Regions from separate parts of the Oryctolagus cuniculus genome. Here region 2 is linked to region 1. Evidence: chromatin contacts called from public Hi-C data. All regions are on one chromosome and are shown on one strand. The core of a region is the stretch at or near the end of the contact, and the rest is flanking DNA. Distances in the headings are between cores, read along the strand shown.

The links. Hi-C and Micro-C count contacts between places; a contact is called where the count stands out from the background.
Region 2: a contact with region 1 is called in a Hi-C map of psoas muscle, with 14 times the contacts expected there. The contact joins two enhancer-like sites. A contact is called at or near these places in 3 of 6 Hi-C or Micro-C datasets (embryonic fibroblasts, psoas muscle and an unstated tissue).

The regions. Positions count from the first base shown.
Region 1 is chr11:98,080,365-98,085,003 of mOryCun1.1, reverse strand. FGD6 (FYVE, RhoGEF and PH domain containing 6) reads left to right here. Exons shown (of 21, transcript XM_008256897.4): 9 at 4,081-4,131. Among named protein-coding and RNA genes, the nearest start is that of NR2C1, 38 kb to the right of the region's middle. Within about 2 kb of position 1,438, at least 1 of the 8 cell types and tissues checked has an H3K27ac peak or open chromatin away from gene starts, as enhancers often do.
Region 2 is chr11:98,302,066-98,307,117 of mOryCun1.1, reverse strand. No RefSeq gene overlaps it. Among named protein-coding and RNA genes, the nearest start is that of MIR331, 24 kb to the right of the region's middle. Within about 2 kb of position 1,372, at least 2 of the 8 cell types and tissues checked have an H3K27ac peak or open chromatin away from gene starts, as enhancers often do.

The sequences.
Region 1 (4,639 bases), core at 189-2,688:
TGGGAGGAAGCTGGTGTCAGGAATGGGGCTTTAAATAGAACTCAGCTATTCTGAAGTAGAGTGCAGACATCCCAAGTGACATGATAACTACTATTTTAAAACATGCCCCTGTAATCATTTTTCAGGGGAGGGTTATTCATGATTTACATTTTCTCCATTATTACTGAACTTTCCAAATTTTCCTTAATCCTTTTTAGAATTAAACAAAATATGTTTCATGATTCTTAGAATAAAGATCACTGTGGTCCAGCTTGCTTATTTTATGTGTAAAGATGTTGAGAGAAACAAAAACAAACAAACCTCCTCCTCCTCCTCCTCCCCAAACGCTGTAAAACTTGACCAAAGTCCCATGTTGTGGCTAAACATAGAGGAGTGAGAGTAAGGATTTCTATCTTCTGATTCTCAAGCAAGGGCTCAAGACCATTTCACCAAGCTACCTTGAAGATGTCAGTGTTGTGACTTAGAACTCCGTTTTGGTATTTAAAATGATCTGGACTTTGACAAAGTCAGGATTAATTTTAGGTTGTTTCTTTCAAAATCTGAAACTCTGTAAAACAGGCATATTGTCGACGTATTTTCTAAGGATTTCGTAATTCTGGACGTGATGCGAATCTCACTATGTACTTGTGGAGCAACGACGGGTCCTGAACAATGCAAAGGAAGACATGTCTTCCAGTTCAAAACACTTGACTTGGGAATGCTCTCCCTCCTATATGCTCAGTCCCTCTGGGCTCTGCCCCAGCACTTTCTAGCACACAGTGCAGGAATCTGGCCAGAGGTTGAATGCAACAAGTCCCAGATGCCCACAGGTGACTAATTTTTAGTAGGGTTAACTATAGTACTTCTCAGTGGTTTTTGCTTAAGTTGATTTGTTGATTTGGTAATCAAGAAGTGGGAAGGGTCTAGGAGCCCTTATATAGAAGACTTAGATCTCTAACAAGATACAGTATTTGCTGAGACCTCATCCTTTCATCCTGGCCCTTATATATATGAGGAAAAGAAAAGTAAACCTGCATATCCCTGGAAGGTTACTTGTGTTGTGTTTCAGTTAATTTTGTGCTACTAATGGGTGATGTTGAGGATCCGGAGTTAATGAAATTTTATTAATCAATGATGCCACCTGGTGGCTAGAGAGTACATTTTGTGGTGCCTGTACACACTGTACCAATCTTCAGGTTTTTTTCTTGCAAAAATAAAAAGTGTTTAAAGCAATTTTATTAGTGATGTCTTAACAGTGCTTAATTTGTTTTGGCAGAAGGAGAGAATTCATAGAATACTAGACATATTCTTTTATAAAAGTTATAAAAAAAGTTTCTGTAGGATTCTAGGTCCTAAATAGTAGGTAGCAAATAAATTCCCCGTGAGCAATGCAGGCATATCTGTCTGGTCTCCTTTCTTGGGGTTTCACCTTGCTGACAGCAGTCTGTGGGTGAGCCAGTGGTTTCAGTGCCCCTCCTGTCTGACTCAGGGTGTGATCAGTCATAGTCCTCTCATGCTACGTACAGTTAAGGCACTGGATGATTCATAACTACGTAAGGCAATCATGGTCCCATATTTTTTGCAAGAAATAAAAGCCCTCAAAAGAATATATACAGTATTACAACAAGATGCCCTCAAAAAATGGGTAGATAAATGGATGGATGGCTTATAAAGTTGAATTTTGGGGATCATTAAGATTTTTTAAAAAATTAACAAGGCAAACCTAACTCCGTTACTCCCTTGATTAATAGCATGTTGTTACAGCATCTTAGTGGTGGGTTTTCTGCTTGGCCAGTTTGTGTATTTTAATGTTCTTAAGAGTTCTGGCTGGCAGGGCGTTGTTGAGCTTGAGTACAAGCAAAGAAAATACAACTCAGAAGCTTCTCCAGCTCAGCACATGATTCTGAGGTCAAGACTTCCTAATACGGATATCTTTAAGGGAGCTCTCTGGGTTTAGAGAAGTATGTTGGTCTACATGGATATACTGCAGTATAAAACAACAAGAATTGAAGACAACATGAGAACTTGCCATGAATCCTGTATTTAAATAAATTTGCTTTCCTTTCCACGTTCTTCAGCTAACTGAGGGCTTATGGAAAATAACTTTTATTTAACAGGTAGCTTAGACACCAAGGCCCTCAAATAAGGACAGATATATCTCCCCAACCCTTTCACTCAGCCATAGAATTGCTAAAGATTTAGACTTACCAAATGTGGCTTATATATGGAATGCATGGTCAGAGTTTTTAAAAAGTTTGTTTTTTTCATTTCCAAGTAAGGTTAAGTGTAATGTATTATCAGTGAATTCAACCATTTTTGTGGTTTTCTGATTTGATTAGAATCATATTATCCAACCTGTGCCTTAAGATTAATTTAAGATCTAAATTGGTAGTGATGGTCTCTGGCAAGATAAAAAACTGTGCTGTCATGCGGGGAGCTCCCTACACAGCATCACTGTGTATCGCCAGTTCTGGCTATTTACACTGTGCATGTCTGGACTCAACACAAGCTCCTGGATCACGGTGTCAGAGATGCAAGAAGTTTCGGCAGTTGTGCGTGTGTGTGTGTGTGTGTGTGTGTCCTCTATTACATCAAAAAGTTGGCACTGATATTCAAGTTTCCCTTTGTGTCTTTGAACATGACTTCATAAAATCCATGGGATGAAATTACGATGTTGCTAAATAAAGATAGTCTGATAGAAATACATTCAGTCTTTGAACATGCCTTTCCTCCTTCTGTTTTCTTGGTTCCTACTGGTATTAGTACTGGTTTCAACCTTTTACTAAACAAAGACACAGTCCTGTCTAAAAAACAAAAAAAAATTTTAATTCATTAAGTATTTATCATCTCCTGTGTGCAAAGCTGTTGGCCAAGTGCATGAAAATAAAATGATAGAATAATAGACAGTAAAGTGAGTAACTGCCATGTCATGAATTATTCAGAGGCAGAAACTAGTTCTTTCGAGTGGAACACTTTATAGAGGAGGAGGAATTTGGGATGAGCCTAGAACAATATGAGTGGAATTTTTATACATAGCAATGGAGAAAGTCATTCAGAAGGGAGCATTAGAGACAAAAGTGTGGAGCTAGGTAACATGTTGGGAGTGTGGAAGGAATTGTGCATGAATTTTGGCAAGAACAAAGGGCCTGTGTTAGTAGCAAAAGAGAAAACCAGAAGTCAAAAGGGACCATGTGGTGGGAAACTGTTAATCCAGGGAAAGAAATTTGTGTTAGTTTGATAGTTAACAGCAAGCTACCCAACATTTCTCAACACATAAAGAAGTTTTGCCTTGAATGTCTGTGGCATTTCTTGGTGTTAAAGACTTATTAAATATAGCCTGTTGCCTCCATTTATTTTTCATATTATAAGAACCCCTGTGTATACACTGCTTGTTTACAGACCATGATCTTGTCCAAAGTTTCTCAACTTTAGCCATATTGACACTGACCCAAATAATTCTTTGTTGTGGGACTATGTCTCGTAGACTGGTTAGAAGCATCCCCAACCTCTAACAACCAAATACCAGTAGCATACCCTTACCCCCAGCAGTGAAAACCAAAAATGTCTCCAGACATTGTCAGATGTCCCGTGGGGGACAAATTTGCCCCTATTTGAAAACCACTGGTCTTGCCACATGTATTGAGTTAATGTCCTGGGCTTTGGTAGGCTTTTAGATTGGCGAGTCTGTCTCTTAGATGTTCAATCCATTAATGCCCTAAAATTTTGTACTAGATGTATGTCTGCTCTCTAGAGATTAAGGTATTTCATGCGTTTGAGGGTAAAAGATCTGAATCGGGCATCAGGAGACCTGCATTCTAGTCCTCACTGTGGCACCAAGAGCTTGAGTAACTCAATGAGATGCTTTATTCAGTCATCTAATTCCTCATCTTTAAAAGGCCAAGGTGACCTCTAACGCTTTTTGCAGCTTTGATCCTGTGGCCTGATTAGCAATGGATCGAGAGCTTTCTGTCACATTTTTAGGAAGTGACCACAGGTTACACTTGCTACAAGACTGACCGAAATCCTGAGTAAGAAAGATAAATGTTTTGGGCTCAGTGTTTTCCTGTGCTAAATACTATACTTTTTTTTTTTCTTTTCTAGATTATTTAAAGAATCTCTTAGAAGACTCTGGAGATTACAGAGACACTCAAGGTGACTAACTTTTGCAGTTTCCTATGTTGCAGAGTTTTATGTTTATTTAGACCCAGAAAGTGAAAATATACTGATAACAAAAGCCATACACAAAACTTTTTTATTTATAATATGACCTGAACCCTTTTTTAAAAGCTCTATTTTGGGCAGATTAAAATAACTGAACATGGGCTGGCGCCATGGCTCACTTGGTTAATCTTCTGCCTGAGGCGCTGTCATCCCATATGGGTGCCAGGTTCTAGTCCCGGCTGCTCCTTTTCCAGGCCAGCTCTCTGCTGTGGCCCGGGAATGCAGTGGAGGATGGCCCAAGTGCTTGGGCCCCTGCACCCACATGGGAGACCAGGAGTAAGCACCTGGCTCCTGGCTTCAGATTGGTGCAGCTTTGGCCATAGCGGCTATTTTGGGGGGTGAACCAATGGAAGGAAGACCTTTCTCACTGTCTAACTCTATCTGTTAAATAAAATAATAATTAAAAAAATAAAATAAAATAAAATAAAATGACTGAACA
Region 2 (5,052 bases), core at 123-2,622, 220 kb before region 1:
GCCCTGGGACAGAGGCTTCATCCCGTACATCTTCTGAGATGTAGAAGTCTTCAAGCTCCTGGAGGAGGGGCGTTATGGTACAAGCCGGTTAGGCTACTCCCTGGGGCTGCCGCGTGCCGCAGCAGAGTGCCTGGGCCTGAGTCCTAGCTTCACGCCCCGGAGGCAGCAGGTGATGGCTCAGCTGCTTGGATGCCTGCTACTTAGTGTGGGAGACCCGGGTGAAGCTTCTGGCTCCCAACTGCAGCCTGGCCCAGTCCCAGCAACTGTAGGCATTTGGGGAGGAAACCAGCAAGCCGACAATCTATTTGTGATGATTTTTTCCGTCACTCTACCTTTCAACTAAGTAAAATAATTTTTTCCAAAATTACTGGAAAATCACATTATGAAAAAGCTGTGTATTGATTTCAGAATTTTTTTGCGCCAAAATAAACTTATTTCTCATTCCATTTTTCTAGGAGATTTTGAAGTCCCTAATATATAAAGCACAGAAAATGGGACAGGTGCTGTGGTGCTGCAGATGAAGTTACCCCTTAGAATGCCTCTATCTCATGTTAGAGTGCCCGACTGGAGTCCCAGCTTCTCCACTTCTGACCCAGCTCTATGCTGATGCACATGGGAAGAGCAATGGCTGGCTCCGCCCCCATGTGGGAGACTCCATGGAGCTGTGGGTTCCTGTCTTCAACCTGGCCCCAGCCCTTACTATTGTGGGTATTTGGGAAATGACCCAGTGGATGGAATATCTTTCTCTCTCTTACCCTGACTTTCAAACAAACAAAAAATAGATAAGGCAAGAGTAGTTCACACAGTGATTTCACTATTGTGAAGTGAGTTGCTTCCCCAGGTGTCAATCCCCCCTCCAAAAAGAACTCTGTTTTCAGGTGTCCAAATGCACACCACTGTCGCCATGAACAATGAAGAATGGGTCTTCTTCTGTGCTCGGGGAGTCTTCCCACACGACCTGGCCAGTGACCAACTATCACCCCGCTCCCGCAAGCCTGTAGGCTCCTGGGAGTCTTGGCTGAGGTGCTCGGCTGAATTGCAGCCTGAGCTCCCTGGAGATTTACTGGTGGTTTTCACAAAAATAAAATAAAAAGCGTTAGTTCAATGGAGACATACGTTCTCCCTTAGTAGCACTCACCTGTGTCATCCAAATCAAAGGTTTGCCAGCTGAGGATGTCCCAGTTCCATGTCAGGGACTATTAACAAGTATTCATGATCACCTAAAACTGGTGATTTTCAAATACCGGCTGTCATGATCCATCTGCCAGGCCACGAGCAAGGCCAGGGCCTCGGCCTGCCCTGCTGTCTGTCCACTGGGTGACAGTGTTGATCTGCCTGAAATAATTGCTCCTTGTCTCTGGGCCAGAAAGCTGCAGGTCCCTAAAAGGAAAGACGGCAGCCAGATGGTGTTGGGAGGGCCGTGGGGACTGCCCACTCTCCTTCCCAGAGCCAGGCAGAATGGCTGTTTTCTTTATCTTTCGAGGGAAAACGCACAGTGAAGAACTGCTCTGTAGCTGTTACGGCTGAGGTTTCTTTAGGCAAAGCACTATGGAGAGTGGATGGCATTATCTATAAGAAATGCACCTGCGTTTCTCTGATAATCTAGCGACACCAAAAAGCTTGCAAAAGCTCAGCTGCAAAATCATTTCAGCTGTTTATTCAACCTCACCGGCACGGAACAATGCTTTAACCCATGTGCTCATTCTTAGACAAATGGGTTAGCGTAAGGCAAATGCCTTGGCCAAGGCTCTGACAAGGGCTCAGATTGCCATTGTGGACTATTGTTTCCAAATTGCCAGGCCACAGTTTGGCAGTATTTTAGCAGTTCTGACTTGAGGGACAAGGAGGGAGAAGCAGGCAGGAAGAAAAACGCAGGCAGGATTCCACGTGCTGGGGGCTGTGTTAGGAGGCCGCAGTAGAGGAGAGAGAATGATCGCACCAGATGCGTCCCTGTTGGAAGGGAACAAGACAGAAAAGGGGTTCACAGTTGGCTTCAGGAGGCACTGATAGGATTGGTTTGGGCTAGATTTTGTTCTCTTCCACCTCCCACCAGACAGAAAACACTGTGACTTCCATTACAGTGCTTTGTAAGCAATAAAGTTTTGTTAATGTGGGACTTTTTAAAAAAAGATTTATTTAAGTGCAAGGTAATATATATAGAGAGAGGTCTTCCAACTGCTGGTTCACTCCCCAAATGGCTGCAACAGCCAGAGCAGGACCAGACCAAAGCTGGGAGCTTGAAGCTTCAGCCCGGTCTCCCATGCAGGTGCAGGGACCCAAGGACTTGCACCATCTTCTTCTGCTTTCCCAGGCACATTAGCAGGTTCGTATGCAGAGCAGCTGGGACTTGAAATGGCGCTCATATGGGACGCCAGCATCACACGTGGTGTCTTAACCTGCCCCACCCCCACATTCTTTTTGATCAGGTTGGAAGACTAAAATAGAATTATCAATTTAAAAAACTACAGCTCTTAATGCTTAAATTTTATTACTTAATAAATTTCTCTTTCTCTTTTGTTCTATTTGATCTTATTTGGCCCAATCTTATATGTGCCACATTAGCACATGTGTATTTTATTTCACTTGATATAATAAAGGATTTGGGTTTTTAATACAAGGGTTTTATACTTGAGAAACGACGAATAACAAAGGCGTTTGCTGTTCTCATTCCATCGGCAGTGTTTTCTCAGGGCGTTTCCACTTGACGTCCAAGAACCTCAAGTCAGGGCTAGGAACAGAGATGGGTCGGCTGCCCGCGGCCCAGGCCTTCTCTCCCTGAGACTCTCACAGATGTTTAGCAACACAGAAGGGCAGCAGAGGCCACAATCTGAAGCCCTTGAGCTTGAAGTCCGGAGTCCGTCTCTGCCCTCCGAACCCTGTTACTACCTTCTCTTACAGAAACATCATTTCTGTGGCTGACTGATATTCCATTATAAGGCTATACCACGATTTATTATTTAATACAGCATTTATTGCTAGATATTGCTATTTTTAAAAAGATTTATTTATTTATTTGAAAGGCAGAGTTACAGAGAGGCAGAAACACAGAGAGAGAGAGAGAAGTCTTCCATCCACTGGTTCACTCCCCAGAAGGCTGCAATGGCCGGAGCTGCGCTGATCCGAAGCCAGGAGCCAGGAGCTTCTTCCAGGTTTTCCCACATGGGTGCAGGGGCCCAAGGACTTGGGCTATCTTCTACTGCTTTACCAGGCCATGGAAGAGAGCTGGATGGGAAGTGGAGCAGCCGGGACTTGAACCGGCGCTGGTATGGGATGATGGTGCCACAGGCAGACAGCCTACTACACCACAGTGCCAGCCCCACCTTTTCTACTTAATTGTCAAGTGCTTAGCCTCAGAAAAACAGCAGAGGCCTTCAGCATTCTTAAAAACGGGACACTAGCTAGGATGGATGCAGGAGTTAGCAGAAGAAACCTAAATGCGTTTAAAGTAAGGAAAAACCTCTGTAAGGGGAATGGCCCTGTGTACAGCAGCTTCGGGACGTGTAGTGACAGTACGTATGTCACTGGCTGCAACCTTATTTTATCTCCATTCTGAACTGGTCACATTAAGGTAGGGATCCTGCTCATCTTACTTTGGTTGCCTTCTTTACAGGAGCTACAGAATCAATATTTGTACAGCCGATGAGTGATGCTAGAGCGAATGTGATATCAAGGTTTTAAAAATCAAAGAGGGCATCCCTGCTTTTATTTTTTTTTCCAAAAGCCAGCGTGAAGCTTTCATTTCCTACTCGAGAGACCACTGTTTAATCTTTGGAAGTAAAACTAAGCTTGCGATTTAACTTCAGACAAAGAAATTTGTTGGACACATTTCAGCAACTGTTATCATCAATCAAAAGGAAAAAGTCACATTGTCCGAGGAATGACGTGTTTACAGAGGATTATAAACACGATTCGAAATGCTTCTAATGAAACACTGCAGACAGCCGGCTGAGGCCGCTGAGCACCGGCCACCGCAGCTTCTGCTCGCTCTCCTGCCCGGCCTCGGCCTCTTCCCAATCAGCTGTAATTTTTTTTTTTTTTTTTTTTTGACAGGCAGAGTGGACAGTGAGAGAGAGAGAGAGAAAGGTCTTCCTTTTTGCTGTTGGTTCACCCTCCAATGGCCGGCACACCGCGCTGATCCAAAGCCAGGAGCCAGGTACTTCTCCTGGTCTCCCATGGGGTGCAGGGCCCAAGGACTTGGGCCATCCTCCACTGCACTCCCTGGCCACAGCAGAGAGCTGGCCTGGAAGAGGGGCAACCAGGACAGAATCCGGCACCCTGATCAGGACTAGAACCCGGTGTGCCGGCGCTGCAAGGTGGAGGATTAGCCTATTGAGCCGCAGTGCCAGCCCCCAATCAGCTGTAATTTAACACTTCAAAGGAACATTCTTTACCTGGTGCCCAGTTGCCTGCTTTTAGGGGAAAATGACCTTTACATCAAAGTCTTCGTTGGATAATACATTTCATTAAAAGTTCCTTCCTTCCTAATACTTTATAGTTTTCTCCTTTAAAGTTGGATTTGACTCAAATTCAATAGAAATGACTAAAAACAACACGCACTGAAGAGCTATTTTAATGTATAAAGTATTCTGTGTATTTTATTTTGTATGTGAGTCACACTTATGACAATTCAGTGAGGCCAGCAAATTAAAGGTCATTTCTCTCTTCCTGCTTGGGGAATTTGAGTCTGAGGAAAGAGATTTACCTACGATTAAACTGCCAATGCTGGGAGTGGGCGTGACAACTTCCAGTCGAATACTTTCTACTGTACATCGAAAATAATGACAGGGAACGTCAAATGTACACCTGCTATGGGAAACAGCATGGCGATTCCTCAAAGTATTAAGCATAGCAGAGGGCATTCGGCCTAGTGATTGAGACATTCGTGTCCCACATCAGAGTGCAGGAGTTTGCTCCCTGACCCTGGCTTCCGACTCCAGCTTCCGTACAATGTCATCCCTTGGAAACAGTGGTGATGGCTCAAGTCGTTGGGTTGTATATGGGAAACCTGGTTGAATCCCATGTTCTGGCTCCAGTCCTGGCCCAGCCCTGGCT